2 separate regions of the Mus musculus genome follow, and region 1 is linked to region 2. A link is a contact called in public Hi-C data. All regions are on one chromosome and are shown on one strand. Each heading gives the region's core, a stretch centred on a gene start, on an enhancer-like site or on the middle of the called end of the contact. The rest is flanking DNA. Distances are from core to core; before and after follow the strand shown. Region 1 overlaps Ddx4 (DEAD box helicase 4). Region 2 overlaps Il31ra (interleukin 31 receptor A).

Region 1 (5,350 bases), core at 683-3,182, 98 kb before region 2:
AATTTGTATATTTGGACACATATTTCTATTTGACTTGCTTTGAAGTGTTGTTTGCTTTAGAAATGGAAGATGGGCCTTCTGGAAGAGATGATTTCATGAGAAGTGGGTTTCCTTCTGGAAGAAGTTTAGGAAGCAGAGGTAAGCGCCATCTTTGTTTAGTCATCTGAACTGTTGAATAATGGCACAGGGGCTTGGATTTGGTGCAAAGCTATAAGTCTGCTATAACTTAGTGGATAATAGATTTTGAGTTAATTTTTTGTGTGTGTGTGATTTTGTTTTTGTTTTTGTTTTGTTTTGTTTTGTTTTGTTTTTTGAGACAGGGTTTCTCTGTGTAACTCTGGCTGTCCTATAACTTGCTCTGTAGAACCAGGCTGGCCTTGAACTCCCAGAGATCCACCTGACTCTGCCTCCTGAATGCTGGGATTAAAGGCATGTACCACCACTGCTTGGCAAGTTAATTTTTATTTAATGTCAGGGCTGTGGGGCAGAGAAATGAGAACAGGTATGCCCAACTAGCTTTAAACTCTATAGTATAATCCATGCTGGCCTTAAACACAGGCTGCTCATAAACTCCATGTGTAATACAGTACAGACAAATATTGAACTTGGGATCCTCCTTCCACAGCCTCCTAAGTGCTGGGAGTGGAGGTCTGCCCACCACACTGGGTAATGCCTGAGTACTTTATGCTGTTTTATCTCTCTGGTATTATAAGACATAGTTAAGTGGACTAGACAGACAGATTGGTCCCATAGATCAGCTGCTGCTTAATTTCAAGTTTCTGTTTCTAGGAATTGATGTGAGAAGAATGTTGTAAAAACCATGGGAGCTTAGGGTATAGGGAACTTGTTGAGTGTTAGCTTTCTTAACAAAAAGCAGTATGGGAGATACTCCTGTTAGCTCATCGGTATTAAGTTTAACAAGTTATTTACTTATTTTTGAGACAGGGTCTCTTGTATCTCAGACTGGCCTCAAATCTGCTATGTAGCTGAGACTGGCCTTAAAATTCTTGTCTTCCTGCCTCCACATCCCAAATGTTGGGTTTTAAAATTACATTTTTAAGCTGTCAAAACTTGTCATGTACACTGTAATTCCAGCACTTGGCAGGAGGATTTTGAGTTTAAGGCCATCCTAGGCTGCATGCAAAACTCTTTCTCTAAACAAACATGTGAACAAACAAAAAACTAGGAACATTTGGGTTTAGTAGTTTTAGAGCAAAATACCTTTATTTCCCCATAATTAATAGAGTTTAATATTAAAGTGTTGAAAACATTTTATACTATGTTTTTGTTATAATGCAATAACATGGCCCTAAAATTTCATGCTAACTCGAGCCTTTATGAGCTTTTTGTCTTTCAAGACATAGCATAGCTAGGACTGTTTGGTAATTTAAAAATATCTCACACCCATTTTTTTCTCTTTGTGCTTCTTTTAATATATATGTTTTTAACCTTTAGTCTTTGTGAGTTTCACATCATTCACCCCAACCCCATTTGTCCCTCCAGTCCTTCATGTCTGCCCCCTGCTTTTTCCAGTCCTTCATGTCTGCCCCCTGCTTTTTCAACCTCCCCCTCCAAAGAAAACAGAAAATAAAAATAAAACAAAGCATAGAAAACATCTCATTGTGGAAGCTGTAGTGTATCACAGTGTTTCCCCCAGTATACCCCTTTCCCCACACATCTTTACTTACAGATGTTCACTGCAGTGAGTCACTGGTCTGGTTTTGAGGCCTCTGACTTCTGCTACACCATCAATACTGGATCCTTACCAGGACTCCTCTTGAGTATCCTTTTGTTGCCCCGTGTCATGAGACTGCTGTAGCTTTGGATCAGCAGGACCAGCCTTTCACGTGCTCCAGCAGATAATAGATGAGGTCTTGGGGGTGGCCCAACTTAAAGCCCTGGATCTGGGCCTGGGTGATAGCTAAGTTGGTCATTCTGCCAGCTCTCCTGGGCACCACCAGGGAGAACTCTTCAGTACTGCCCTGGCTAGCTCACCCAGTGCTGCAGCTGGAAAAGGGCTGGACCAGACCAGCTCTCCCACTCTCACATCTTCAGGTTGGCTCACTTGTGCCTTCACCATCAGGGCCAGCTCTACTGTGTTGCCCAGGTGGGTGCAGGGCCAGCCCGCTCTTCCTGTGCTGCATGCAGCCAGTGAGGGCAGCGAGGGCCAGCTCTCCTGACTGCCTCAGGTGTTGAGGAGGAGGAGAGCACTCTCTGTTGCCCTTGCCCACACCACCTCACAGCAGGCAAGTAGCCAGCTCCCCTCCACCCTGCCATCAGGGCCAGCTCTACTATGCTGCTCAGGGGGAGGCTAACACTCATTCTTAAATTTATCTTTTGAAAAACTTGATTAACTCTTTTTCTATTGCTATCATAATTAAGGTATTTCATTTGACATTTGGAAAACCTAATTTCTTATTAATATATAAACACAAATTTGAATTTTATATTTGAGCATCTCACTACTAGTTGTTATGATATTTAAATATTAATGTATATTTTGTTTTTAAATGTTTACATATTAATGTACATTGATGGTTTGGATCATATAGTGGATTGTTGTTTTGTTTTCCCATTTTAAAGAGTTTTACTGTATAGCCTTATCTGCCGTGGACTTGCTATGTGAACCAACTGGCTCTCAACTTGCGTGATCCTCTTGCCTCTGCCTCATGAGTTCTAGGGTTATAAACGTGTACACCACACTAATCTCAACCTTGTAAGTGAGACAAAAGGTTCAAAGGTTTGCTAGCTCCTACTGCCAGTGGAAATACTTATATCTTAGTATTATATTTAGGAGAGAATTAACAGTGTAATTATATTTTCAAACTTTGAAGAGGCTGTATGATACATTTTGATGAAAGCTTCTAAATAATAAGAGTAGAAGACTATACTTCCAGAATTTTTTCTTCTTTTAGTGCTAGGATTAAAGGCATGTGATGACATGCCTGGCCTAAATAGTACTTTCTCAATGAGAAAAGGGCCAATGTAACAGATTTTGTCACAAGTTATTTTCATATGTTTTAGGTTGAAATGCATGTTGATGTTTTAAAACTAGAACTCTGAGCTAGGTATGGTAATGCACAGCTATATTCCTAGCAGTACGGAAGTTTGGGAGCCTGTGGGCTCACAACCAGTCCAGAGCTGCACAGTAAGATCTGTCTCAGACAAAACCAAAATAACCCTTCTGGTTGAATGGCAATAACTTTAACAATTATCTTGGTACTATATATAATCTCAGAAGTTCTTCTCCTTATGGCTGACCTACAATTTTATATATAGTTTAATCTTGGCAGTGATTTTTTTGAACTTGTATAATTCAATGTGTGTTAATGTGCTTTTGATTTGATTCTTAGAATTAAAATATAACATTGATTAGCTTTTTTTATCCTTCAAATGATGGCTGAGTATCTTTAGGTTTTTGAATTACATTACAGTTCATAAGATATGATGAAAATACTTGGTTGTTGGCATATGTAGTTAATACAGGCTTTTAGGAATTTTGAAGTTTTCCTTCAACACCTCTAAACTGGAATGTTAGAGAGAGAGGTAAGACAGTTTGTAGGGACCACAGGAAACTTTCTCACAGTTGCAGTTTATAGTAACAGTGCATGCTGATTTGGCTGTGTCTGTTGTTCTTTTCTATTCCAGGTAGAGAAGGTAAGGCGTGTGTGTGTGTGTGTGTGTGTGTGTGTGTGTACATACCCTTGCACGCACACCCACACATATGCTGAAAATAAACTGTATGAGATTCTCTCAACAATTAATGAAAATACTATAAACAAGAACCAACTATCTTCCCTGTATTTCTGACCTTAAGAGTATTTTTCTTTTTTTGAGACGAGATTCTTATAGTGTTGTTCATGTTGGTTCCAGTCTCTTGGGTTCAAGGGATTTTCCTACCTCAGCCTCCTAAGGAGCTAGCTTGTCCTACCAAGCCTAGCTGGTTCTTAACTTAGTGGGTGAGAGACACACGGACTATTACTAAGAAGAGCCCAGAGAGTAGCATGCTGTTGGGAATGATTAGAGTACTAGAGAAGACTTCACAGAGGAATTGGTCTTTTGAAGAATGAAAAATTAAATAGGAAAAATAGGAAAGCAGGGATACTATGCCAAAAGGAACAGCATATAGAAAAAAAAATCCTCGCTATGTTCACAGCATGAAAATGGAGTTATTTAGTGTGCTGGAAAGTTGGCTCATTTGCTATACGAGTCTGATACCCTGAGTTCAGCACCCACCACCCACCCCCAACTCCAGGCTGGAAGAAGAGTATAAACTGAAAGCTATCTTCTGACCTTTGCATATCTTTGCATATGTGCCATGACATACATAAGTCTGCACTCAAATACACCACACACGAACACACACACACATATACCACCACCACCACCACCACCACCAACAACAACAACAAATAATTAAGGGTGGTGTCGTACACCCTTAATCTCAGCACAGAGACAAATGTATCTCTTAAGTTTGAGGCCAGCCTGGTTTACCTAGTGAGTTCAAGGCCAGCTAGGGCTACATGATGAGACTCTCAAAAATAGAAGAAAAGTAGAGTGCTGGCAAGGTGGCTCACAGATAAGGCTGCTTCCTGCTAAGCCCGGCAACCTGAGCTTGGCTCATCGTGGAAGGGTAGAGTTCACCCTGTGATCTTCAAATGCATGCTCACACAGAGCTCACACAGAGCTCACACAGAGCTCACACAGAGCTCACACAGAGCTCACACAGAGCTCACACAGAGCTCACACAGAGCTCACACAGAGCTCACACAGAGCTCACACAGACCTCACACAGAGCTCACACAGAGCTCACACAGAAATAAGTGTAAATGTTTTTAAAGTAGGAATCTTGGAAGTGACAGAGGTATTAGAAAATAAATAGTAGGACAATAAAAATAATATAGAACAGATTTTTCAATAGTGAAGATTATCCTGTGGGCTGAATATAATGCTTTGGTCTGTTGAGGCAAGGGGGATTTAGTACAAAGGAATCATGAAGTGAATTCTTGATAGAAGGAAATATAATGAGTAGAATTTACATTTTACCACTAGTAGGTTTATGATTTTTATTTTTGAATCATAACTTGATAATTAAAGAAAACCTTCCAAGTATATAACTTATTTTTAAGTTTGTTTTCTATTTTCTTACCATCTGTAAAAGTCGTCTAACCCTAAAGCTTAATTTCACCCCTATTTTTTGATGACATAATTTTGCATATTAAGTTTAACTAAATTTTTTCAGATATTGGCGAGTCTAGTAAAAAAGAGAACACATCTACAACTGGTGGCTTTGGAAGAGGAAAGGGCTTTGGAAACAGAGGTAAGTACTTGTAATGTTTTACAACCATAC
Region 2 (4,884 bases), core at 964-3,463:
CTCCCCATAGGTTAACCCTGTAGACGGCTCAAGTACACATTGTACATCAGCTGCTTTCGTTGATCTGACGTGTTAATGTTTGGAGCAGTAACAAGTGCAACTACAGGATGCTTTGTGGCCTTCTGGAGGAAGCTGCCTCTGGCTTCCATCCCCTAGAATCCAGTGTGAGTTCCTGCAGCTTCATTCTTATACCTACAAGGAGCACTGTCTGGGGTCATCAGCATTCGTGTGTGTGTGTGTGTGTGTGTGTGTGTGTGTGTGTGTGTGTTCATCTGTCATTACCAACACATTTGATATGTGTGTTCCTTTAAGTAACAGACTAGTATAGTGTACAAAGGCAGGAGAGGTGGTCATGTGGCCCTTTCTAGGGTGAAAGTATGGGCCTGAGGGAAAAAAAGAAGATGGTAAATGATACAGGGAAGAGGGGAAGGAAAGAACTAATAAGGAAGAAAGGGAGGGAGGGAGGGAGGAAGGGAGAGAGAGAGAGAGAGAGAGAGAGAGAGAAAGAGAGAAAGAGGAAGAAAAAAGAGAGAGGAAATAAAAAAGGAAGGAAAGAAAGAAGGAAGAGAAAGAAGGAAGAAAGGAAAAAATGAGAGAGGGAAAGGAAGGAAGGAAGAAAAAAGAAAGAGAGATAGAGAGAGACCGGGGAACACAAAGGGAGAGCAATGAGGCAAACAGGGAAGGAAAGGGAAAATTAGAGAAAAACCCACAGGAAACAGAAGAGAAAAATGGGAAGTTGAAGGGATCAAGAATAGGTTAAGACGAAGCTGTTGGGACTCGATTGTATGTCTGCAGAACTATCAAGAAATAATCTCTCTGCTCAAGTTTGGCAGTTTAAGTCTTCTGAGTGGCGACATCATCCTGGCTTGCTAAGTGACAGCCCCAAACCAATCACCTCAGGGTTGACATTGTTCTGTCCGTCTCCTTGGGTCACCCAAGGCATGGACATAGGGAGGCACAGCCAGGGATGCTGAGGATATTAACCTTGGGCATGATGTAATGTGGAAAGGGATGGCTCCGTGGATGTGAGCAGCGATGCTTACCCTTATGTGGTCTTGGCATGATGCCTTCCCTTGCATGGTCTTGCTAGGCAGTGGGAGGAGTCCAGCAGGCCAGCCTGAGAAATAAGTGACCAGGTTTCCCCACCTACCTCACCTCTGTGCCTCAGGAGATGATGGTTTTCTGCTTGTTTTATTTTTTGTTTTAGTTTTTTGAGACAGGGTTTCTCTGTGTACCCCTGGCTGTCCTGGAACTCACTCTATAGATCAGGGTGACCTTGAACTTAGAGATCATCTGCCTCTGCCTCCAGAGTACTGGGATTAAAGGCGTGCGCCACCACCCTTCTAGGTTTCCTAAGAATTCGAGTTCTTTAGCAGAGCCTGCACTAAAAAAAGTTTGATCATGGTAAAGGATGTGAGATTTTGTGACTAACTTGAGAACCACTGACTTGTACACATTTAAATATGGAAATCGATAGGTTCAGTGGTAAAGTGCTTGCCTAGCATTGGTGAAGCTGTGGGCACAATTTCCAACACTGATAATAAGTAAATAATAACATCCAGCAATTTTTTAAAAATATGAACTACATGTCAGCAAAACACAAAAGGGGAGAGATAAGGATTCATCATGAGGACCTCTAGTTTAGACATTAGACAGGTTCTAGCTGGTCTTCTTATTCCTCTGGCCAGTGAAAGGGAGATTCCTGAACTAGGATGGCACTGGGTCAAAGTGAATGCAAGCTCTGTCTGAGCACACGGCCACTCATTCTGTCCCACGTATGTTTGTAATGAGTAATAAATATCAGAAAACTGGGTGTCCCCAGAGTTCCCAAGAACTACTCATCGTGCTTACTCCTAGATAAAACGTCTGGTCAGTGTGTCTAAGGTCAAGACTAGAAATAAGAAAATGGGTCAGGGTTTCTGGGGTTTCACTTTGGACTGGGCAGGGAAGCCCTGAGTATTTTCGTCCTTTTGGCTGGATTACCTAGCTGGACATCTTGCCCAGGACACACCAATCTCCCTGTAGAGGGAAACTGTAGGAATAAAAGATAAAGGCACAGCTACCCACCAGCCTTTGATGACTTGTTTTGATGAACTTGGTTTTGGCCCAGAATGAAATGCCTTGGCTCTAGATTTTACACCCCTCCCCACACATGATAAGAAGGAAAGACACAGATGGAATTAGAAGTGGCTTGCTCACACCAGCCTGGCCCCATGAAGCTGGACTTGTATTAACTGATATCAAGTTACCATTTGGTATAGATCATCTCTTCTGCCACTTGAAGGGTTGACATCGCCTGCCAGCAAACATTTGTGTTGGAAAGATAAACACCTGCTTGTAACTTAGCGTCTGATGGCTAACATGACATCTTTCCATTTGTCACTGTCCCCGTGCCTTTCTCTTTCTGGTATCGGCAATAACTTTTGTTTTCTTTGGATACAGAAGGCAAGAGGAGCCCCCGTCTTGGAGAAAACATTTGGCTACCACATACAGTACTTTGCAGAGAACAGCACTAACCTCACAGAGATAAACAACATCACCACCCAGCAGTATGAACTGCTTCTGATGAGCCAGGCACACTCTGTGTCCGTGACTTCTTTTAATTCTCTTGGCAAGTCCCAAGAGGCCATCCTGAGGATCCCAGATGTCCATGAGAAGAGTAGGTACCTCGTTCTCAACGTGTAGCCCCATCTGGTTCAAGAAAGAGTGGTCCCTGTCCTCAGGGTAGCTGTTCCTCTTTAATCAGATGGAAGAGAGGGGAACGGGGGCTCTTTAGGTTGTTGTGGAGAAACATGATCTGTTTAACAGTCCCTTCCACCCAAAACTCCAGTTCCACGGAACAAAGCCTGTGCTGAGAGTTAAAGCCCAGTCCCCCAGCCCAGTCACAGCCTCGAAACTGTGATTGCTGCTTCTGTTGGTTCTGGTCCAAATGGTTGAATGCTGGCTTGAGTCATAAAAAAAAAAATAGGTCATATTCAAGACCTGTGTTATCAAAGTTGTGTCCTCTCCTAAACTCTGTTCTTCCCAGATGTCCCTGTGTCCCAGCTGTGGTTTAGTGTTCCTTGTCCTGTTTTCTGTCTTTCCTCCTTCTACCTGACTGCCCAGCTAGGAAAACCCCTTGTATGTATATAGACTTGCTTGTTAAGTTTTTTTGACAAGAGATCCCACTCTGCAGCTGCCCTCTAATTTACAGGCAGGTCTGCTTCATGTCAGGCGTGATGGTATTGCTGACATCAGCCACCATGCCTGGCATCTACTGAGTCCACACTGGACATTACTGAACCCAGGCAAAGTGGCAAAGCCTTATTTTCTGTTTTGGAATTAAAAAGTCTTCTTGGATTGTGTGTGAATGCTGTCTTGTGTGTGTGTGTGTGTGTGTGTGTGTGTGTGTGTGTGTGTATGTGTGGTGTATATGAGTGTTATGTTGTATGTGTGTGTGTTATATCATATGTATATGTATGAGTGTTGTGTCCTGTGTATGTGTTATGTATGTGTGTGTGCTATATCCTGTGTATGTGCTATGTCATATGTATGGATGAGTGCTGTCTTGTGGGTATGTGTGTATGAGTGCTGTGTTGTATATGTAGATGTGTATGCCTATGTGTGTGTGAATGTGTGACTGTGAGTACTGTGTCATGTATGTGCATGTGTGCGTGTCTGTGTGTATGTGTGAGTGCTGTGTCATGTATGTGCATATGTGTGTCTGTGTGTGTTTATGTGTGTCGGTGTGTGTCTATGTGTGTCTGTGTATGTGTGTGTGTGTGTCGGTGTGTGTCTATGTGTGTCTGTGTGTGTCTATGTGTGTCTGTGTATGTGTGTGTCTGTGTATGTGTGTGTGTGTGTATGTATGTGTGTCTGTGTGTGTCTATGTGTGTCTGTGCATGTGTGTGTCTATGTGTGTCTGTGTATATGTGTGTGTGTCTGTGTGTGTCTATGTGTGTCTGTGTATGTGTGTGTGTCTGTGTGTGTGTCTGTGTGTGTGGGTCTGTGTATGTGTGTGTGTCTGTGTGGGTCTATGTGTGTCTGTGTATGTGTGTCGATGTGTGTCTGTGTGTGTCTATGTGTATCTGTGTATGTGTGTCTGTGTATGTGTCTGTATGTGTCTATGTGTGTCTGTGTATGTGTGTGTGCCTGTGTGTGTCTATGTGTGCCTGTGTGTGTATGTGTGTGTGTCTGTGCACCACTGTGGATCCCAGAACTGGTTGCTGGATGTCTCCTCTATCACTCTCCACCTTATTTTTTACACTAGGGTCTCTCACTGACCACATCCCACTGACTGACTAAACTGCCTGGTAGGAAGTTTGCTGGGGCCCTCCTGTCTCCCTCCCAGTGCTGTAATTGTAGGCATGGGCCGCCATGCCTGGGGTCTTATGTGGTTGCTAGGATCCAGCCCCGGCTGCGCATGCCTATGCAGCAAGCACTTTACCCACTGAGCTTTGTCCTCAGCCTCTTCACTTTTGGGTCTGGGTTTAAAACTTGCAAGCAATAAATGGGACTCTGCTGTCTGCACAGAGCTTCCCATCCTCTGGTGTCTACTTTGTTCTCTCTCTCTCTCTCTCCCATCCTCCCTCTCCTTCCCCCCTTCCCTTCCCCTTCTCAAGAGGATACATACCCCATGAAGGCAGTACTTTTTAAAAACAATACTTATATGAATTCTTAAGAATTTCATGCCATGCATTTTGAACATATTCTTCTCCTAACTCCTCCCAGATTCACGCCCTCCATCCTCATCCCGTTACTCACCCAAATTTGAGTTTCCTCCTTCTTCTGCCCTCCCCTGATGAATCTGGTTATATTGCCCAATGATGCTTGATTGTGGGCCCAGAGGGCAGCGTTTTGTTTGTTTGCTGGGTTTTGTTTCTTTAAAAACAATGATAATTCCTG

What was found. A called contact is a pair of places that touch in the nucleus more often than the background predicts.
Region 1: a Hi-C map of megakaryocyte-erythroid progenitors shows a contact between it and region 2, with 2.6 times the contacts expected there. The contact joins two enhancer-like sites. A contact is called at or near these places in 2 of 39 promoter capture datasets (3T3-L1-derived adipocytes and embryonic stem cells), 1 of 15 datasets of contacts at CTCF or cohesin (the G1E-ER4 cell line), 10 of 484 Hi-C or Micro-C datasets (the C2C12 cell line, the G1E-ER4 cell line, the HL-1 cell line and 6 more), 2 of 115 datasets of contacts at active chromatin or transcription factors (acute myeloid leukemia and bone marrow-derived dendritic cells) and 2 of 9 other capture datasets (adipose tissue and pancreatic islet).

The regions. Positions count from the first base shown.
Region 1 is chr13:112,635,938-112,641,287 of GRCm38.p6, reverse strand. Ddx4 (DEAD box helicase 4) reads left to right here. Exons shown (of 22, transcript NM_001145885.1): 4 at 61-138; 5 at 5,243-5,320. Among named protein-coding and RNA genes, the nearest start is that of Ddx4, 14 kb to the left of the region's middle. Within about 2 kb of position 1,932, at least 7 of the 459 cell types and tissues checked have an H3K27ac peak or open chromatin away from gene starts, as enhancers often do. A contact at or near this core is called in megakaryocyte-erythroid progenitors, where this site is marked.
Region 2 is chr13:112,538,845-112,543,728 of GRCm38.p6, reverse strand. It overlaps Il31ra (interleukin 31 receptor A), which reads left to right. Exons shown (of 17, transcript NM_139299.2): 10 at 2,443-2,659. Among named protein-coding and RNA genes, the nearest start is that of Il31ra, 39 kb to the left of the region's middle. Within about 2 kb of position 2,213, at least 11 of the 459 cell types and tissues checked have an H3K27ac peak or open chromatin away from gene starts, as enhancers often do. A contact at or near this core is called in megakaryocyte-erythroid progenitors, where this site is marked.